Linked DNA regions of Capsicum annuum: region 2 is linked to region 1. A link is a contact called in public Hi-C data. All regions are on one chromosome and are shown on one strand. The core of a region is the stretch at or near the end of the contact, and the rest is flanking DNA. Distances in the headings are between cores, read along the strand shown.

Region 1 (4,503 bases), core at 1,349-3,848:
CTCTCGTCTTATACACTGTGTTACCAAAATTTTGGCACGATATATTTTCATGTCCCTTATGCTCTCTCCAAGTTCCTTCAAAATTGTTGCTAGTGACAATCCTATCTTCTCGCAGGGCTCTCTTATGCTCTCTCTTTCTGTTGGGGACGGCTGCTCAATAGAAGATAAATTTGGTTAGCTATGAGTAATTAAGCGACAAAATAGTGACGAAATTCATAACAAATTCATTTTTTTTTCAATAGCAAATGAAACTTTGTGTTAATACATGGAGTATAATTTCAAGAAATGTGATTAGCTTGAAACAAGAAACATATGGTCATATTATCTGTCTTGTTAAAATTTTTGCACATCTAATAAAAAAAATATTTAGTAGCCTTAATCATTAGACCATTTGTTTATTTATGAATAGTCCTTTATCTCCATTAAACGTCTCACTTAATGCTTCAATACTTTCAATATCTAAACTAAATAAATACTCCACAAAATGCTTATTTGTTTTTTAAATATCAAATGATTTTGAACTAAATTCAGTTTGTAAAAACAACTAGTAATATTTGAGACCAGAGGGTGTATTTAATTAATTTCCTCCCAAAATATTAGTAAAATTGTCACTTTACCTTTAATGGTAAAAATTGAATTAAATTTTAACCATGGTTTTCCTAAACAAATTTTTAGTAATTTGAAAGGAAAAAGAAATTATATTCATGGAGTAATTTTACCTGTCGAACTGATTGAATACATGCTTTGAATGAGAGGACCATTGCTGCAAGTTCTCTTAAAACCTCTCCAATTATCAGATACTTCTCCCATGAATAAGAGAATCCAAATTTTCCATGCCAAGGTTCCCACTTGGCAAAATTTGCCTGAAATTGTTTCACATTTCTATTATTATGATAAAAATAATAAAATATATCCAACATATATAATGGATTTCCTAGTATGATTGTAGCTTTTGTAGAGTAATTGTTAACTATTTTTATACCAATGACTCATCACTGGACTTGGAGTGCAGCACTGATTTACATCCACTCATGTCCATTGCTGGCTGTTTTTCCTTATCATTGGCTATCTCGAAATATTCGTCTAAGCATCCTGAAATTTATAAGAAACAAATTTAATAACAAATTTAAATTTTGTTGAATAAGTACACGTGCGTCTAACTGAATATGATTATAACTATTTATAATAAATATGGAACTAATAACTTGAAAAATCAAACAGGCTACGTTCAACAAGTTAAAACTATACTAATAGGATAATATAATTGCATACATTAAACACAATGATTAAGAAACAATTAGAAAAACTATCAAAAGAATAATACTTATTAGACTTTGTCATGAGTTTTAGCATTGTATTTGTTTTTTTCTCTCTTTATTTTATTTTAAGGAAATTGGTAAGATTATGATTTTTGCATGTTTCTTTACATAAAATCTTTTATTTAAACTTAATTATTACCTTGGATAGAAGTTGCAAGTTTATCAAACTTAGTTGCAGTGGAGGAATGAAGTTCATCACCAGCCCAAATGGGGTATATGAAACTTGTAAATATGCATACAGCAAAGCCCATGCCAATGTTGGACAGTCTCTCTCCAGCCAACTTCATTATTTTGTCTGCTCGAACACCCGATACCACTACCAAACTGAATGTTAATATGAAGATCATTACTCCATAGTCATATCTCTTCTTCACACTTGGTATCGACCTTGTATATGTTGCGCCAACACCTATTCATCATACAATTAGATTTCTCTATATCAGTCATCTTTTATATAACATTCAATTTTACTAATAATAACCATTTTTTTATATAATATAACAATATTTCTTTGTAGCATCCAAAAGATATCCGAACAAATTAAATCACGTCATTATAAAATAAAAATTTGACTATATTACCATTGCTGCAACCTTACATGCCTTTATTATTATTGTAGGTTTTCAACTTTATTTTTCAGATTACTAATTATAGTATTTATTATTGACAGTTACATGTAGTTATTATTTAGGTGACTTGAGAGTATTGTTTTACCAATGATAATCACAGAGATGCCAACAACTAAGGCGCCACCAATTTCACCACTTTTGTCAGCTAAGATTGCAGCCAAACATCCCAATCCTCCTCCCAATATGGTACCAATCGCTCGGTTTACGCCTTTGCTTAGTGTAGCACCTGCTAGGTGGGGACATTAATCATTACATGAATTCAACTTATATATCCGGACTTTAAATAATTCTTACACTATCAAAAATAATGAAATGATCGACAAACCTGCGAAGAACTCAAAAACAACTACAACAGTCATAATGGCCCACATGGCATTTTGTCCAACTTTCTGAAATAGAGGATCCAACAGGTACAAAAGTGATACCAGTACTAAAGCAATACCAACTTTGACGCTATGAATTACTTTCTTCATATCCAATTTGCCAATTCTCTCCTTCAGAGAAGAGACAATATTAATAAAGGAAACTTTGAGTTTCTGCATGTTCTGGTCATGTTGAGAAATAGTAATATTTTCTCCATTTGGAACAGGTACAACGTTAGAGCTCATGCCTTCTGATTTTTGATGCTTCTTCCAAATATTATGGAACATGAGATTGAGGCACTCAAAGAAGTGAATATTGCCTATATATAGGACTTAACTAGAGTAGTTAATTATAATGCAGCTCTGATGTGGACACTAGTAAAACCTTTTGCACGCTTGGTTTGGCCAAAACAAGCCAGGTATCAAAATTGAAATTTCCGTGGCCTTTCCATTTGTTGATATTCAATTGCGCCACCAACTTATATAAAAGCTTAATCTATTAGAAAAAAAAAACAAATTTGTGTGTTTACTTAATTCTTTTTCATAGGCCAACACATAAGAAATATTTATTTTTGCTCTTTTTGGTGATGATGAGATTTGAGTTAGATATCAGATATGATGTTGTTTTTTGCTAGAGAATAAATATTTATTCTACCGTATGGAATGGATATGTGTTTAAAATTACAACACTTGATTGATATTATTATACACACCTTTAACTTAAGGGGCGTTCATGATTTGGTTTTAACCAAATTGAACCGCGATTCAAATCAAATCGATTAAAAAAATGGATATTTAGTTAGATTTGGTTCGGTTTGGTATGAATTTTAAAAAATCGATACTGGTTTGGTTTGTTTTACTCTAAAATAACTGACAAAATAACCAAATCGAACCAATATATATATGTATTATTCATGAATATAATATAAATATTTGTTATACCTTATATTTTAATCATAATTTAACTTTAGTCGTAACACATTAAGTCATTTCTTCATCTAGTTAATAGTACCTTATGAGATTCTAAGTGAATTTCGCACTTTGAATGACAAATCATACTAATTGTGAAAATAATATCTTGTTGTATATTGAAATTTATAGCTGAGATTCATTTGACTATAGACAATCATTAATTTTAATTAGTTTTTTAACCTTGTTGAGTAAGAAGTTTATGTGTTCGTCTTTTGGGGGGTTTATCATATTATTTTGTTAAATGTAGTTTTAAAATATTTTTTTAGAAGCATTTATATGGTGTTATTCATAACTTTGCCGAAGTATAACACTCAATTGACATCTTAATTTCACGGTTGAGATACAACACTCGGTTAACATCTCATATGTTAGATTGGATTTTTTTTTTAATTTTCAACTTTTATCATTAGTTAAAGTTATAAACCGAACCAAATTGAACTAAACCGACAAGAACCAAATCGACGGTTATTTTTTTGTTTGGTTTGATTTTAGAAATTTAAAAACCAACTAAATTAGTTTGGTTAGGTTTTTGACCAAAATAACTAACCCAAACCTATCCATGAACACCGCTACTTAAGACCACAAATAAGACAAAAAAATTTATGATGCCTTTTAGATTTTGTGAGCAATCAAATTAATTAAGACACATAAAATTAAGAGAAAATACATCTTTTTCCCCCTGAACTTGTCCTCCAAACTCACTTTAACACTTAAACTTAACTTCTGTTTATTTATCCTACTTAACATCTTTAAAGTGTATTTGTTTCACCCCTCAAAACTGAATACCACTCTCACAACGGAGAGTGAGTTACACACGCGTCATGTCAATGCCAAATCAGTGCACATCAGGGTCAGGTCATTGCCACATAAGAAATTAGGATTTAAAAAAAAATCCCACACACATACTATTTTTATGTATTTTTTTTAAAAAGCAAAAAATATATATTTACTATTTATATATATATATATAATAAAAAATTCACCCCCCCCCCCACCAACAATCTCTTTCTCCATTCCAACAACCCTCCTACTCTTCTTCCCTTGCAGCCCCCCACCCCACCCCACCTCCCGCTCTTTCTCCCCTTCCAGCCCCCTCCCTCACCCTCTTCTTTCTTATTCAAACACAAAAATACTTTCATCAAGTTAAAATTAATTTTTTAAAATTGTCTTATTAATAAAAAAATTCAAAAGTAAAAATTAAAATAAATCTCATTGATGATA
Region 2 (4,503 bases), core at 1,585-4,084, 54 kb after region 1:
TTTTCTTCATCAATTTTTTTCTATTTTCAGCTTGTCTTCATTGATGTTGCTTGATTTTCAGTTTTTCGTCATCAATTTTGCCCTTAATGATTAAAAAAATGATGTTTATTATCTAATCTTTACAAATTCCTAAATGCGTATATAAATTTCTCTCAACAATTTTTACGTTAAATAAATTTAAGATCGACAAAAACAGTAGATAAAAATGTGGAAGAAGTATAAATTAATGGAGTGAATTAATATACTATTTTTGGCAAAACGAACTCGTAAATGGGTATGTAATTTTTAAATCTCTCCCAATAATTTTCACCATTAAATAAGCTTAAGATTGACAAAAATAATGGATAAAAGTAAAGAAAAAAAGTATAATTTAGTAAAGGTGGGTTAATATATTATTGGTGGGTCGATTTGGGCACCACATCAGCCAAAAAAAGGCTTTAACGCGCCTTTACGAAAGTGTAATACACGCACCTTGCCAACTTAGCAAAAGGTGTCAAAATGACACACTTATACGCTACTTGAGGTACCAAAAATGAACAACATCCATTTGAGGTGCCAAAGTGAAAGATGGCGCCAAGTTAAGGGGCCTGACGATGTATTCTGCCTATCGAAAACTATACAGTACTAAAAAAAAAAAACGACCACAAAAAACCGACCACAAAATGTGGTCAGAAAAAACCAACCACAAGTGGTAGGTTTTTAATTTTTCTTTTTTTAAAAAGAGACCACATGTGGTTGCTTTTATATGTTAAAAAATTAAAATAATTATTTCAATAATTTTAATATTAATTATTATTTATTTTACAAATAAAAAATTTAAAAAAATAACAAAACCGACCACTTGTGGTCATTTTTTTAAAATATAATTAAAAAATATTTATAAAAACCGACCACTTGTGGTATTTTTTTTTTTAAAAAAAATTTCTTTTTAAAAACATACTACTTGTGGTTGTTTATTTTTTTTTTAAAATATAATTAAAAATATTTATAAAAAATGCATTCTTGTGGTCGATTTTAAAAAAAAAAATTAAAAAAAAACCTACCACTTGTGGTCATTTTTTTTTAAAAAATATAATTAAAAAATATTTATAAAAATAGACCACTTGTGGTTGGTTTCTATTTTTTTTTAATTTATTTTTTAAAAAATCCACCACTTGTGATCGGCTTTTTTAAAAAAATATGATTAAAAATATTTATAGAATTTTTTTTTTTAAAATCGGATTTAATTAAAATATCTTTTAAAACCCCCAAAAATCCTATAAGTACCCTACACTTTCAAATCATTTTCCACACAATTTTTAAATGACACTATCGAGAAAAAAGTAGAAAAAATTTAAGAAAATGGGAATGGAAAGTGATGTTACGGTGTTAAAATTCAAGAGAATTTGTGTGTTTTGTGGGAGTAGTCAAGGGAAGAAAAGTAGTTATCACGATGCTGCTATTGAGCTAGGCAAATAATTGGTCTTAAGAAACATTGATTTGGTCTATGGAGGAGGTAACATAGGCCTAATGGGTTTGGTTTCACAACGAGTTCATGATGGTGGTAGGCACATTAATGGACTTATTCCCAAGACACCCATGCCTAGAGAGTTAATTGGTGAAAACTTGGAGAAGTGAAGGTAGTTGCAGATATGCATTAAAGAAAAACAGAAATGGCTAGGCACTCTGATGCTTTTATTTCTTTACCAGGTGGTTATGACACACTTGATGAGCTACTTGAAGTAATTAGTTGGACACAGCTTAGCATCCACGACAAGTCGGTAGGATTGCTGAATGTGGATGGATATTACAATTCATTATCATCATTTATTGACAAAGTTGTAGAGGAAGATTTCATCAGTCCCAATGCTCGCCAAATCATCGTATCTGCACCAATAGCAATAGAGCTTATCGAGAAACTCGAGGAATATGTTCCTTGTCATGAAAGAGTTTCTTCGAAGTTGAACTGGGAGACGGAGCAGCAGCTTGGCTATCCTCAAGCACAAGAAATTGCGCGGTAATTAGAAAAAGGGGATTTGCAAGCATATAATTTCTCTGTTGTTTGGGCTAGTTAGAATAAAATAAAATATAAGGGTGTTTGCAAGCATATAATTTCAAATGGTTTTTCTGTTTTTCCTCATTATTGGAGCTTATCCAATCATTCTATCAAAAAGTGTTTTTCCATGCTTGGTTAACTTAGCTTTCTATGCTCGTTGGCTTCTCGATTATGTTTGCAACTTATTTTTGATATTAAGCATGTAACGATAAATTTGTTGTTAAAATAGAAGTATATATCACTTTTATCTCTCTCTCTTTATAAAAAATATTATGTAGTAATATGTTATTATTTTTCGTAAACATGCACATTCACAATTATTTTACAAAATACATTATCTATTATTATTGAAATAACAGGCATTTTTTAAATTTGTGCATTTTCTAACTCAATTTTATCAATTCATACACTTTTAGATTAATTTTACCCAATTTATTATAATTCTAGCTAAATTGTATCTAATTAGACTCAATTTAATTTTTCATCTAATTTTAGTCAAAATCTTAATATTTAGATCTCAGCCATTAATTTTATAATATTTATTAATTCAAATATGACACTTTACGTAATTTTATTAAAATTTATTAAATTATTTTATACATGTGCACACTCACAATTTACCAAACACATTATTATTTATTATTATTATTATTATTATTATTATTATTATTATCATTTTTGGCCTATTTTCTTACAATTCTAGCCACATTCTAACTCCACAATTTTAGATCCTAGCCATTGATCGATCTGATCCAAGGGTCGAGATTAATTGTTCCCCTCTTTCCTTTTAAGATACCAAAAACACAATCCCTAACACTAATCTCACTTCAACTGCCGAAGCTCCTCTCTCTCTAGGATCTCTCTGCCCTCCACGCCGGCGAACTCCCACGAGCCACCGCCTCTCCGACCTCCATGTGGCGAGTAGGGACTGGTTTTTCTCTGACATTTCCGGCGTCCACTTCTTCAGCTTCAACTACTAGTGCTGTTGCTCCATCTACAAGTTTTTTGTTGTCTGACAAAGCATCTGCACCAGCTTCATCCTCGCAATCTCAATCAACTGCGGATATGCCAAGCTTTGGTAAGATTTACTCTTACTTTAATATTGTATTGTCTATGTTGTAGTTGTATCATATGATAGTTAAACTTGCTTATTGAATAGATGTAGTGTCCGACATACTTTAATGGCGCTTTAATTGGTTAATGAAATGGAATTAGTTGTTCTAATTTTTTCTTCGATTCAAAAGTTGTAGTTCATATCCAGAAGGTGGCTTAATCATCCATGACTTCAATTTTCTTCTGCTGTATAAAATATGCCTTATGAGAGAGGTGAATAGTTTGTTAATGGCTAGGCACTCTGATGTACTTGAAAGGTGGACTTGTTAATTTAATACTTGTGGTCGTAATCTTGATAAACTTAAGGATGTTTTTGATTCAATTAAGGTTAAACATGGGAAAATCGAGATTAAGACAGTGGCGGTTGCTTTCTCTGGTGATTTGGATGAAGGGTTTAAGAAGATTAAGGAGATAATTGAAGGATTAGATATTGGGGTTTTGATTAATAATGTTGGGGTTTCATATCCTTATGCTAGATTTTTTCATTAAGTGGATGATAAATTGTTGGCTGATTTGATTAAAGTTAATGTTGAAGGAACTGTTAAGGTTACTCAAGCTGTTTTACCTGGTATGGTTCAGAGGAAAAGAGGTGCTATTGTTAATATTATTTCTGGTGCTACCTGTTAATATTGCACCTTAAGTTGAAATTTATTTGAAGAAAGAGTAAAAAGTATACAAGTTGATAGACTTTGTAGCCAACTTGAAATTTGTAAAGAATCTTAGGGAGAAACTATTTGTTGATATTCATGAAGTACACATGTGAACTTAAATTTGTGTGCATAGGAGGGTTTTCCAAATACCAAATTTGAGTGGAGTTCTGATTATTTCTTTACTTGAGGTCCTTATTAGTTCATATTGCTAATCAAGTACCTACACCTAAACTTTTCATTTTGAATTTAGTTTGGTTTGGTAATTTGTGAAGTGAATTAGTGACTTGAAATGTTTAGGTGTAGTAGGGACTTGAAAGGTGGACTTGTGTTTTGAATATAGTTAAGTGTGGTCACTTGAGAAGTGTATTAGTTAGTCGAAAATGTTCAAGTGTAGTTTCTTGAAAGGGGAACTTGTGATTTGAATTTAGTTAAGCGTGGTCACTAGAGAAGTGAATAAGTGACTTGAAAATGTTTTAAGTGTAGGTACTTGAAATGTGGACTTGTGTTTTGAATTTAGTTAAGTGTGGTCATTTGAGAAGTGAATTAGTAAATCGAAAATGTTTGAGTGTAATTACTTGAAAGGTGGGTTTGTGTTTTGAATGTAGTTAAGTGTGGTCACTAGAGAAGTGAGTTAGTGAGTCGAAAATGTTTAAGTGTAGGTACTTGAAATGTGGACTTGTTTTGAATTTAGTTAAGTGTGGTCAC

The links. A called contact is a pair of places that touch in the nucleus more often than the background predicts.
Region 2: a contact with region 1 is called in a Hi-C map of leaf, with 2.4 times the contacts expected there. The contact joins the enhancer-like site here to the promoter of LOC107842073 in region 1. A contact is called at or near these places in 3 of 5 Hi-C or Micro-C datasets (bud, leaf and placenta).

Annotation. Positions count from the first base shown.
Region 1 is chr9:155,811,490-155,815,992 of UCD10Xv1.1, forward strand. LOC107842073 (aluminum-activated malate transporter 13) reads right to left here and starts at 2,599. Exons shown (of 6, transcript XM_016685866.2): 1 at 2,274-2,599; 2 at 2,034-2,174; 3 at 1,459-1,728; 4 at 983-1,092; 5 at 720-863; 6 at 1-150. The coding sequence starts at 2,598.
Region 2 is chr9:155,865,562-155,870,064 of UCD10Xv1.1, forward strand. It overlaps the pseudogene LOC107842074. Among protein-coding and RNA genes, the nearest start is that of LOC124887405, 7.7 kb to the right of the region's middle. Within about 2 kb of position 2,835, at least 5 of the 5 cell types and tissues checked have an H3K27ac peak or open chromatin away from gene starts, as enhancers often do. A contact at or near this core is called in bud and leaf, where this site is marked.